Linked DNA regions of Xenopus laevis: region 1 is linked to region 2. The links are chromatin contacts, called in public Hi-C maps. All regions are on one chromosome and are shown on one strand. Each heading gives the region's core, a stretch centred on a gene start, on an enhancer-like site or on the middle of the called end of the contact. The rest is flanking DNA. Distances are from core to core; before and after follow the strand shown. Region 1 holds the start of ncoa3.S (nuclear receptor coactivator 3 S homeolog). Region 2 has its middle 17 kb from the start of zmynd8.S.

Region 1 (5,589 bases), core at 1,429-3,928, 73 kb after region 2:
GCCACAAACATCCAGTAAAACAGGTTGATCTTAATTATTATCTTAAATTTATAAAGAGTCAAGGATTTAAGCAGCAGGTGGCCTGCCTAGTAGATGAGGTTGAAAAAGAAAGCATCCATCACGTTCAACCTTTTCTCCTGGTCTGCTAGTTCAGGGACTGTCGCAGTCTTGTCATGAACCTCAATTAATCACTCTGATCTATTGCAAAAATGAAAATTTAATATAAGCTTCATCATACTGAAATAAGAAACTTTCCCAATACAATCAATAAAAATTTTGCATTGTTTCTAAAAGAATCAAGTTTATTTTCACTATTCCTCTCTCAGCATCTGTTTCTCTTCATTTTGTCTTCAGGCAGCAGTTGGGTGTCAAATGAATGATCCAGAATATCTTATATTGGGGCTCCTTTTGCCTAAAAAATGTATTGGAGCTCACTCTATTAAAGCCTCCAGACATCATGTCTCTCTACATGCAGAATTTGTGCAAAAGGCAGATAATTTGTTAGTTTTTCACTGGTCTGTAATCAGTTATTTGAGTGAGCTCTAATACATCTGCTAGGAAAGGAGCCCCCCTATAAGATATATTGTCTGGGGATATGGTAATACTCTAGGGCAGTGCTTTTTGGATATAACCCATGGTGTGACTTACAGTGATCGGCTCATTAGCAGCAGTCGTGCAGTGGCCCCATAAGCACATCCTGGATCCGTATATACCTATGTACTTTAAGTCTGTGCTCCACTTCAGATCCTACTGCTTATTTGTTTAATTGTGTTTGTAACATAATGCAGGCAGCTCAATGGCTTTCCAAATGCTCCGTCTCCCTCTTTTATTCAAGAAGACCTATAGGAGTAACTTCACTTTGCTCCTCCATGGCTGTTACTGATCAGCTCTCAATGTCTGTTTTCGGGATGCTACAATGTAACGTCGCTATGTTAAAGCATGTTTTATTTACAATTAAACGTTATATCTGTTTATGAGGCACCTTGGTATTGTAACAGCTTAAAGGGATACTGTAATGGGAAATCTTTTTTTTTTTCTTTTCAAAACACATCAGTTAATAGTGCTGCTCCAGCAGAATTCTGCACTGAAATCTCAAAAGAGCAAACAGTTTTTTTTTTTAATATTTAATTTTGAAATCTGACATGGACCTAGACATATTGTCAGTTTCCAAGCTGCCCCAGTCATGTGTCTTTTGCTCTGATAAACTTCAGTCACTCTTTACTGCTGTACTGCAATTTGGAGTGATATCACCCCCTCCCTTTCCTCCCCCAGCAGCCTAACAGAACAATGGGAAGGTAACCAGATAGCAGCTCCCTAACACAATATAACAGCTGCCTGGTAGATCTAAGAACAACACTCAATAGTAAAATCCAGGTCCCACTGAGACACATTCAGTTACAGTGAGTAGGAGAAACAACAGACTGCCATAAAGCAGTTCCATCCTAAAGTGCTGGCTCTTTCTGAAAGCACATGACCAGGCAAAATGACCTGAGATGCACCTACACACCAATATTACAACTAAATACACTTGTTGGTTCAGGAATGACATTTTATATTGTAGAGTGAATTATTTGCAGTGTAAACAGTGTCATTTAGAAATAAAAACTACACCATAAAAATCGGGACAGAATCCCTTTAATTGTATTCTGCTATTGAATAGAGCCCTCCTGGCTGCATATTCACTTTAGGGATCGAGAATCACATGACAGGAAGGAAGAAGATAATGACAGGAGCAGCTGGAAATAAACTCCCTGTGCAAGAAGAAAACGGGGCTAAAACTAAACCAGAATTCAAATAATGACACTTTGCAATGCTATACTCAATTAACCATGTCATTCCCCACTTTCAGGTACTGCAAAGCTTGTTTCCCTTCAATTTCTTTGTGTTACTGGATAGAGTTTATATCCCTAAACCAACCGAGCAGTGGCGTTAATAGATGTTACTGGGCCCCACAGCAAAGTCATTTTAGGGGCCCCAGCAAATCCAGAGGTCGTCTTGTTTTACCAATATATGTTGAAATGGCTCATTAATTAGGGTCTCGTGGGGCCCCCTGTACCTCCCAGGCCCCCGTGCAGCCACAGGGTCTGCTTCGTCTGTAGTTACACCCCTGCACCCGACAGTTTATTACAGGCTGCTTATTTGTCAATGCTGGCTTTATTAACAAGCGAGGCTTTCTGTGACAGTCAGCTTGCTGCAGAAGGTACTTGTAAGTTTGCAGAAATCTCAAATACTCCCTCTACTAACCCTTGGGGAGGACCTCAAGAGTGTTTGTAAGTGCAAGAGTAATTACAGGAATCTGATAAGCCTTTTTTTTTTTTTTTTTTCCTCCTATTTTTGGCATTGGCATAGTAGTGCCATCTAGTGGGGATTCAGTAGAAGAGTCGTACAGAAGCCTTATAATATATATAGAGAGAGAGAGAGCGACATTATTTAGATAGATATTTAGAGATTATAGAGATTATTTAGATAGAGATAAAGATTATTTAGATAGAAATAGATATAAAGATAGAGATAGAGATAGATATAGTCCGGGCTTCAGAGGTTCAATGTGAGGTTAAAACTTGTTCTTCAGTGGCCATTTTACTGACCTGGGCCTTTCCTGCAGACAGATCAACTTGCTTAATTCTCTAATTGGCTCTAATTTTTGTTTGTGTTCCAGCTGCTGATGTGTCTTCACGATGAGTGGATTAGGGGAAAACTCCTTGGATCCGCTGGCGTCTGAAACAAGAAAGCGCAAGCCGTCTTCCTGTGATACCCCCGGACCTGGGTAAGAGGCATGGCAAGCTATAGAAGTAACCTGCTGAGTAGAATGGCTCCAATATTGTTCTACTTATTCTCTTGCCATCACTAGTTCAGAAACATACAGGCTTTTTCTTCTTGTAGAAATAAACATAGAGATAACAGCTGGTTAGATTGAAAGAGTGGGACTCCGATTGCCCAATGTGTCTTCAAAAATATCCCAATTTACAGGTTGGTGCCCCTGTTCTAAGGGTAGCCTGTAGGCCTGTTTGGGGCAAATTCAGGTAGACCATGATTTCCATGCCTTTTTCTTCTAACTCATTCCGTCTTTCAAATGGGGGTCACTGACTTCATCTAAAAACAAATGCTCCGTAAGGCTACAAATGTATGTTATTGCTACTTTTTATTACTCCCCTTTCTATCCTATTCATATTCCATTCTCTTGTTCTAATTAATGCATGGTTGCTAGAGTAATTTGGACCCTAGCAATCCGCTGAAATTGCAAACTGAAGAGCTGCCGAATAAAAAGCTAAATAACTCAAAAACCACAAGTAATAAAAAATGAAAACCAATTGCAAATTGTCTCTCTACATCATACTAAAGGTTAACTCAAAGGTGGATAACCCCTTTAGGGCAGAGACAGACGAGAAGATTCGGGGAGATTTAGTTGCCCGGCGACAAATCGCCTCTTCTTCGGGCGACTAATCTCCCCGAACTGCATCACCGACCTCTAGAATCTAAATCGCCGGCGGGATTGCAATCAGATTGCTTTGTTTTCCGAAGTTTCCTTCCGAGTGCCTCTTCTTCGGGCGACTAATCTCCCCGAACTGCCTTCCTGCCGGCTACAATCGTAATCGCCGGGGGGGGGGGGGGTGGCACTCGGAACACTTTTCCCAAGTTGCCACAATTTGCCTCACAAGGAAACTTCTGGTGAGCTCAGAAAACAAAGCGATCCGAGTGTCATCCCGTCTGCGATTTAGATTCTAGCCAGTCGGAGGCAGTTCGGGGAGATTAGTAGCCTGAAGAAGAGGCGATTTGTCGCCGGGCAACTAAATTTCGCCAAATCGTCTCGTCTCTGCCGTTATGAATACTACACAAGTGTGGTTTATATTATTGACTTGTTACACTCACATGTACTGTATTATATTTTATGTATATCTATCTCTATCTATCTCTATCTATCTCTATCTCTCTCTCTCTCTCTCTCTCTCTCTCTCTCTCTCTCTCTCTCTCTCTCTCTCTATCTCTCTATCTCTCTATCTCTCTATCTCTCTATCTCTCTATCTCATTGTAAATCACATTCAGTAAAGACCATTGCTCTCTTCAATAGTCTGACCTGCAGTGGTGAGAAGAGGAGACGTGAGCAGGAGAGCAAGTACATAGAGGAGTTGGCCGATCTCATTTCAGCCAATCTTAGCGACATAGACAATTTCAATGTCAAACCGGACAAATGCGCGATCTTAAAGGAGACGGTCAGGCAGATCCGTCAGATTAAAGAGCAAGGTAACTAATACGTATGTCCCTTTTTCATTCCTGTGTCTGTTGATTTGTATCGCAAACCATCGTCTTTGGTCTGTCCTACACAAGAGAAGAGAAGACTTCAGGGGTTGTTTATTAAAAGTGCAAAGCGAAAAATTAAAAAAATCTTCCAGTTTGCCATGTCTTTTATCCTCCATGAATTCCAGGAAAAATCAGGCACAACATTTAAGGGCTAATGTAATACAAGACACTAGGAGCATCTACCGGTAACCTGTTTAAAAGCAAAAATCTACTAGGTTACTGCTCCTGGGCAAACTTAGTGCCTTTTATTACATAGGGGGGTTAGTTCTAGAAGATATCGGAAGTGTAAAGATTTGCTCAACTTGGTAAAATTGAGTGGGTATATGTTACCAAGGGAAGGTTCTTTTATACTTGTGTGCCCCTATAATTGGATGTGGTACCACATTGAGCATTTATGGACACAGTATGTGTGTGTGTGTGTGTGTGTGTGTGTGTGTGTGTGTGTGTGTGTGTGTGTGTGTGTGTGTATATATATATATATATATATATGTATATGTATGTATGTAGAGGGAATGGAGTGCACAACCATAAGAAAAAATCGATACCTGGGTGCTAGTCCATAACATATAGAACAATACTGCACAAAATGACAGCACTCCAAGGAAGTTCACAGCGAGTCGATGTTGCTAAAGTGGAGGTCTTTATTGAAGATCCAAAGTTTCGGTTCCTTACTGGAACCTTCGTCAGGGTTATTATCCCTGACGAAGGTTCCAGTAAGGAACCGAAACGTTGGATCTTCAATAAAGACCTCCACTTTAGCAACATCGACTCGCTGTGAACTTCCTTGGAGTGCTGTCATTTTGTGCAGTATTGTGTGTATATATATATATATATATATATATATATATATATATATATATATATATATATATATATATATATATATATATATATATATATTCTGTTTTGCAGGAAAAGCCTCTTCTAATGACGACGATGTGCAGAAAGCCGATGTTTCCTCTACAGGGCAGGGGGTGATTGATAAGGATTCTCTCGGGCCGCTGTTATTGCAGGTGAGCAGAGCCGTGCTTATTTTTTATGGATGCAACAAATCCACTTTTTTTTGGATTCGGACGAACTCCCGAATCCTTCGCAAAACGATTTGGTCGAAAACCAATCCAAATCCTAATTTGCATATGCAAATTAGGGGTGGGAAGGGGAAACATTTTTTGACACGATTTCCCTCCCGCCCCTAATTTGCGTATGCCAATTAGGATTTGGTTCAGCCAGGCAAAAGTATTCGGCCGAATCCTGCTGAAAAAGCCCGAATCCTGAACCGATTCCTGCATC
Region 2 (5,968 bases), core at 246-2,745:
TTGGCAATTCCTGTGGCTTTCTGTGCATGCGCAGTTGTTAGGGACCGGAATATGGCTACAACTGCGCATGCACCGATAAGGCGCTTACGTGCTGAAGTTTCCCGAAACGCTGAATATGGCCCCTATGAGCTACGCTGCACTGACTCTGCAATGAGTAATTACCATTTACTTGTGCGAACACCTGTGCAGGGGGGGAGCAGGGAGGGGGGACTATTAGAAAGGGGGTTTAGTTCTCCTTTAATGCATTTGGACAAAAAAGTTGCCTTAAAGGGATCTTGTCATCTGAAAACATGTTTTTCAGAGCATCCCTAGTTACTAATGTCTGCCTTACCAGCAAAACGCATCAGTTAATAGTGCTACTCCAGCAGAATTCTGCACTGAAATCCATTTCTCACAAGAGAAAACAGATTTTTTTATATTCTGTTTTGAAATCTGACATGGGACTAGACATTTTGTCAATTTCCCAGCTGTCCCTGGTCATGTGACTGCACTTTAGGAGAGAAATGCTTTCTGGCAGGCTGCTGTTTTTCCTTCTCAATGTAACTGAATGTATCTCAGTGGGACATGGGTTTTTACTATTGAGTGCTGTTCTCAGATCTACCAGGCAGCTGTTATCTTGTGTTAGGGAGCTGTTATCTGGTTACCTTCCCATTGTTCTTTTGTTTGGCTGCTGGGGGGGGGAAAAGGGAGGGGGTGTTATCACTCCAACTTGCAGTACAGCAGTAAAGAGTGATTGAAGTTTATCAAAGCACAAGTCACATGACTGGGGGCAGCTGGGAAATTGACAATATGTCTAGCCCCATGTCAGATTTCAAAATTGAATATAAAAAAATCTGTTTGCTCTTTTGAGAAATGGATTTCAGCTTCAGATTCCAGCAGAATTCTGCTGGAGCAGCACTACCGATTCATTTTGAAAAAAATGGTTTTTCCCATGACAGTATTCCTTTTAAGAAAAAACACCCATTGACTTTAATGCATTTGGACAAAAAAAGTCTCCATAAAAAAAAACCTCCCATTGACTTTTATGCATTTGGACAAAAAAGTCACTATACGAAAAAACACCCATTGACTTTTATGCATCTGGACAAAAAAGGCTCCATAAGAAAAAACGCCCATCTTTTACTGCGTAAAATAAGTTGCGTGTATAAACACCCACTGACTTTTTGAATTTTTTATAGGTTCCACAAATTTTTGGCCGAAACCGGACAGATTGGCTCATCACTATTGACAGTGTCTTGAGATCTACGGATTTTCAGCTAAAGGTTTACTGGTAGATCCCCATCTAGCTTTTTGGTGTAATGTTTTACTTTAGTCATTTCATTTCCCTTCTATATTTGTCCAGTGGAAATGTTATAGCTGTGAAAATACAAGATTATTATCTCATGCTTTGTTTTCCTCTAGCTTCTGTGATGGTGATCCTGGTTTCACTTGCAATGTTTGCCATACCTAAGCTGCCATTGTCTCTTAGGCATGCTTGATCTCGAGCTTCCTTATCTCCTCCCAAGAAGAGGGGGTAGTGAAACAGCAAAGGGGAGTCAAACAGGTCTGTACACTACAGAGTAATGCCATAGCATTGTTCCAGCGTACATATTCCTACTTATTCCCCTTTACTAAGCACAATTCTGCAGGCCAGTAGCATAAGCAGATGTTACTGGACCCAGGCCCGGACTGGCAATCTGTGGGTTGAGGCAAATGCCAGAGGGGCTGCTATAAGGTGCCATAGAAAGTCAGTATTTAGTGGGCTGGTGGGGGCTGATTGGACCTCTATGTGAGCTAAATGGGCCTATTTTAATACTCAGTCCGGACTAGGGTTGCCACCTTTTCTGGAAAAAATAGTTCTTCCTATATATTTATCTAAAAACATTGGGATCAACCATCATTTTTACCAACCAGGTAAAATACCAGCCAGGTGGCAACCCTAGTCCAGACCTGCCTGGACCCCACACCAAATTAATTTTAGGGCTCCCAAAATATCCAGAGGTTGTCCTGTTTTACCAATATATATTGAAATTGCTCATTAAATAGGACCTCATGAGGCCCCCTATATCTCCTGGGCCCCCCTGCAGCCACAGGGTCTGCTCCCTCTGCAGCTTTGGGCTGGGCCCCCAACTGCAACCCCCCCCCCTCAGCTAGGTTTGCCACCCGGCCGGTAAAATATGTGCCAAGGCCGGAGCTGGTATTACATATTTACTGGCAATGTAGTTGCCGCTAATTTGTAATACCCTTAACAAATGCCCTTGGCCGGTGGAACTTACCTTTTCTTAGTTTTCTTGGCATCGCGCAGCGTTTCCCTGCCCCTTTCGCGGCACTACTCCCCCATGGCTCCACCCATTTTTGTGTCACGGACGCTCCTTTAGTTCCCGTCCCCACCACTGGGCGGTAAAATGTTTTTGAAAAGGTGGCAACTCTACCCCCAGCGTGTACCTTTCCCTTTACACGGCTGAGACCGAGGCCAGGGAAGGAGGTCAGAGGCAGCAGCAATGGCTTAATTCAGGGGGCAGGTCTGGACCAGTGGGGCCCACCTAGGGTTGCCAGCAGGCCGGTATATCATCAGCCTGGCCAGTAAAAATGATGGTTGATCTCAATGTTATTAATAGGGAAAAAAGATAAATATATAGGAAGGACAGTATTTTTTTCCAGAAAAGGTGACAACCCTAAACACACCAGATTTTTTCTCAGGGTCTTGCTGGCCCATTTGCAGGTCAATTATTAGGGTGTAGTATATTACAATGTACACAAATGTATCCAGTTTTAAGTATTTTTTAAGTACAGGTATGGATTCGGGGGTCAGGAAGAATCCAAAATAGTGGATTCGGAGCATCCCTAGTTACTAATGTCTGCTTTACCAGCATCAAATAAAACCATTTCCGGCAGCCTTGCCCACCCACTCCGAGCATACACCTGCGCTTCACAATGGCTAGTTAGAACTTGAATTATAACTGCTTTAAATTCTGTTTTCTTTAGCTTTAGTTTGTGTTCCTGCTGCTGCTTGCCCAAGTACATCTTGCTACTATCTTTTCAAGGTGCCAAGCTGGGCTGAAAAATCAAGGCCAGGGAAAAGTGGCAGAGTGACGACATGATTATTTTATTGTATTAAGGTCAGGGTCTAAGGATCTGTAATATTAACAGAAAGTAGAAACAAAACAAACTGAGCACATTATTTCAGACCAATCCTAGTGAACCCGGAAGATCTGTTGGGTAAAATATTCCAAGTCATAAAGACAGATTATGTTGCATTAAAGGGATTCGGTCATGATTTTTATGATGTATTTTTTATTTCTATATTACACTGTTTACACTGCAAGGGGTTGGATTGCTTTTTAGCAAGTGAGGGCAAACAGGGATATGGGAGATAGCTCATAGTACAAGTTGATCCAGGTACCGGTCCCATTGCCATTTTGGAGTCAGGAAGGAATTTTTTCCCCCTCTGAGGCAAATTGGAGAGGCTTCAGATGGGTTTTTTTTGCCTTCCTCTGGATCAACTGGTTAGGCAGGTTAAAAAAAAAAGTTAAAAGGTTGAACTTGTGTTGACGTGTGTCTTTTTTAACCTAACTTACTATGTTACTATGTAATTCACTCTTACCATATACAATTTTATTACTGAACCAGCAAGTGTATTTTTTTTTTCAAGTTGTAATATTGGTGTAGGCGCCATCTCAGGTCATTTTGCCTGGTCATGTGCTTTCAGAAAGTGCCAGCACTTAAGGATGGAACTGCTTTCTGGCAAGCTGTTGTTTCTCCTACTCAATGTAACTGAATGTGTCTCAGTGGGACCAGGATTTTACGATTGTGTGCTGTTCTTAGATATACCAGGCAGCTGTTACCTTGTGTAAAGGTGGCCATATAAAGCTGTCAATATCGGTCCTTTAGACCAATTCAGCAATTTATCTGCTCGTGTATGGGGGCTTCCAACAGGTCTTCCCGATCGATAGCTGGCCACGATATTGATCGGGAAGGTTTCATTTTCCACCAACCTGTTGGAGCCCATTGCTCCTCATTGTAATCCGATCGTTTGGCCCTAGGGCCAAATGTTTGGATTACCCCGATATAGCCCTGTCATTGGTGGGCATATCCGCTCGTTTGGGGATGTCGCCATACGAATGGGTCCCTTCATGTATGGCCATCTTAAGGGAGCTGTTATCTGGTAACTTTCCCATTGTTTTGTTTTTAGGCTCCTAGAGGGAAAGGGAGGGGGGTGATATCACTCCAACTTGCAGTACAGCAGTAAAGAGTGATTGAAGTTTATCAGAGCACAAGTCTCATGACTTGGGGCAGCTGGGAAACTGACAATATGTCTAGCCCCATGTCAGATTTCAAAATTAAATATAAAAAAAATTTGTCTGCTCTTTTGAGAAATGGATTTCAGCGCAGAATTCTGCTGGAGCAGCACTATTAACTGATGAGTTTTGAAAAAAAATGTTTTTCCCATCACAGTATCCCTTTAACTTCCCCTGTAATGCAAACTTTTAGGTCACATGAGTTGATTAGTAGCAGTAATTGCACCCTGTTCACTAGTATGGCACGAATTGATGTCAGGTGCTTGCAGACTGTCAAAATTAACTGCTGGTTGTCCAACTGAACCCCACCCACTTTTGGCAAATTTAATCTCTTGGAGGAGGGTGCATAATTAGATGGAAACTGGGCCAACTGGAATGTATGTAAGGTATGCATGTTTATTATGTATGGGACTTCATGACTGGTGTTTTACATTAAGGACAAGCATCTTGCCAAAGGACTCATCAAGGCGAGGCATCTGAACAGATCAGAAGTGAGACAGGAGGTACAAACCGACACTGACTTCATCAGAACAATTAATTGCACCCTGTAAATTGCAGCGGAAATAGATGAAGGTATCACTGCAGCATTAAAGGGGCAGTACACACCTATATATTCAACATGAGCACAATAAATACAATTAATGCTAAAAATACATCCTGCCAATTCTTTTAGTTATATATAAGTAGGGATGTACCGAATCCACTATTTGGGATTCGGCCGAATACCCGAATCCTTCGTGAAAGATTCGGCCGCGTACCGAACTGAATCCGAATCCTAATTTTTATATGCAAATTAGGGTCAAGAAAGGAAAAAGTGGGAAAATGTTTTTTTTACCTCCTTGTTTTGTGATGAAAAGTCACGTGATTTCCATTCCCACCCCTAATTTACATGGCAATTAGGATTCAATTCAGCCAGGCACAAAGATTTGGCTGAATCTAGAACTGAATCCTGGATTCTGTGCATCCCTACATATAAGTACATATTTCTTAGCTATTTTATCATAAAGCAGTAGCAGAGCATTGTTTGCTTTCACATTTAATATTGTTAAATTAGACAACCCGCAACTCACGATTTTTCAGGTTGCAGGTCGGTTATCTGTGCTGAAACCACCTCATCCACTGAAACAGCATAAATATGCACTTGATAGAAAATGCACTATATAATTAGCCTTCTGGTTGCTTATGAATGGGTAATATACCATTGTCCCCAATGCTTGCGCTCAAAGTGGCAATTGTAAACGCGCAGGAGTAAACGCAGGAGTAAACGCAGTCAATTATTATGAAGGGGCTCTACTCACACAGACACATGTATGCGCCGAACGCATGTGAAATGCAACATGCTGCGTTCCAACCTGCGTTTGGCGATTGCATGCGTCTGTGTGAGTACAGCTCCCTTCACAATAATTGACTGCGTCTACTCCTGCGCTCCCCTGCGGCTGAACGGAAGAAAGAGCAACGCAGGGAAACGCAGGAAAAACCTCCTGTGTGTAAGAGCGCAGGGAAAACCACCCGTGTGTAAGAGCCCTAACAGTACCTTGTACTTGATCCCAACTAAGATATAATAAATCCTTATTGGAAGCAAAACCAGCCTATTGGGTTTATTTAATGTTGAAGTGATTTTCTAGTAGACTTAAGGTGTGAAGATCCAAATAACGGAAAGATCCGTTCTCTGGAAAACCCCATGTCCCGAG

Evidence for each region. A called contact is a pair of places that touch in the nucleus more often than the background predicts.
Region 1: a contact with region 2 is called in a Hi-C map of the XL177 cell line, with 4 times the contacts expected there. The contact joins the promoter of ncoa3.S here to the enhancer-like site in region 2. A contact is called at or near these places in 2 of 4 Hi-C or Micro-C datasets (the XL177 cell line and the XTC cell line).

What each region holds. Positions count from the first base shown.
Region 1 is chr9_10S:8,637,016-8,642,604 of Xenopus_laevis_v10.1, forward strand. It overlaps ncoa3.S (nuclear receptor coactivator 3 S homeolog), which reads left to right and starts at 2,679. Exons shown (of 21, transcript NM_001088263.1): 1 at 2,679-2,767; 2 at 4,070-4,242; 3 at 5,212-5,312. The coding sequence starts at 2,679.
Region 2 is chr9_10S:8,565,151-8,571,118 of Xenopus_laevis_v10.1, forward strand. No RefSeq gene overlaps it. Among protein-coding and RNA genes, the nearest start is that of zmynd8.S, 17 kb to the left of the region's middle. Within about 2 kb of position 1,496, at least 2 of the 7 cell types and tissues checked have an H3K27ac peak or open chromatin away from gene starts, as enhancers often do.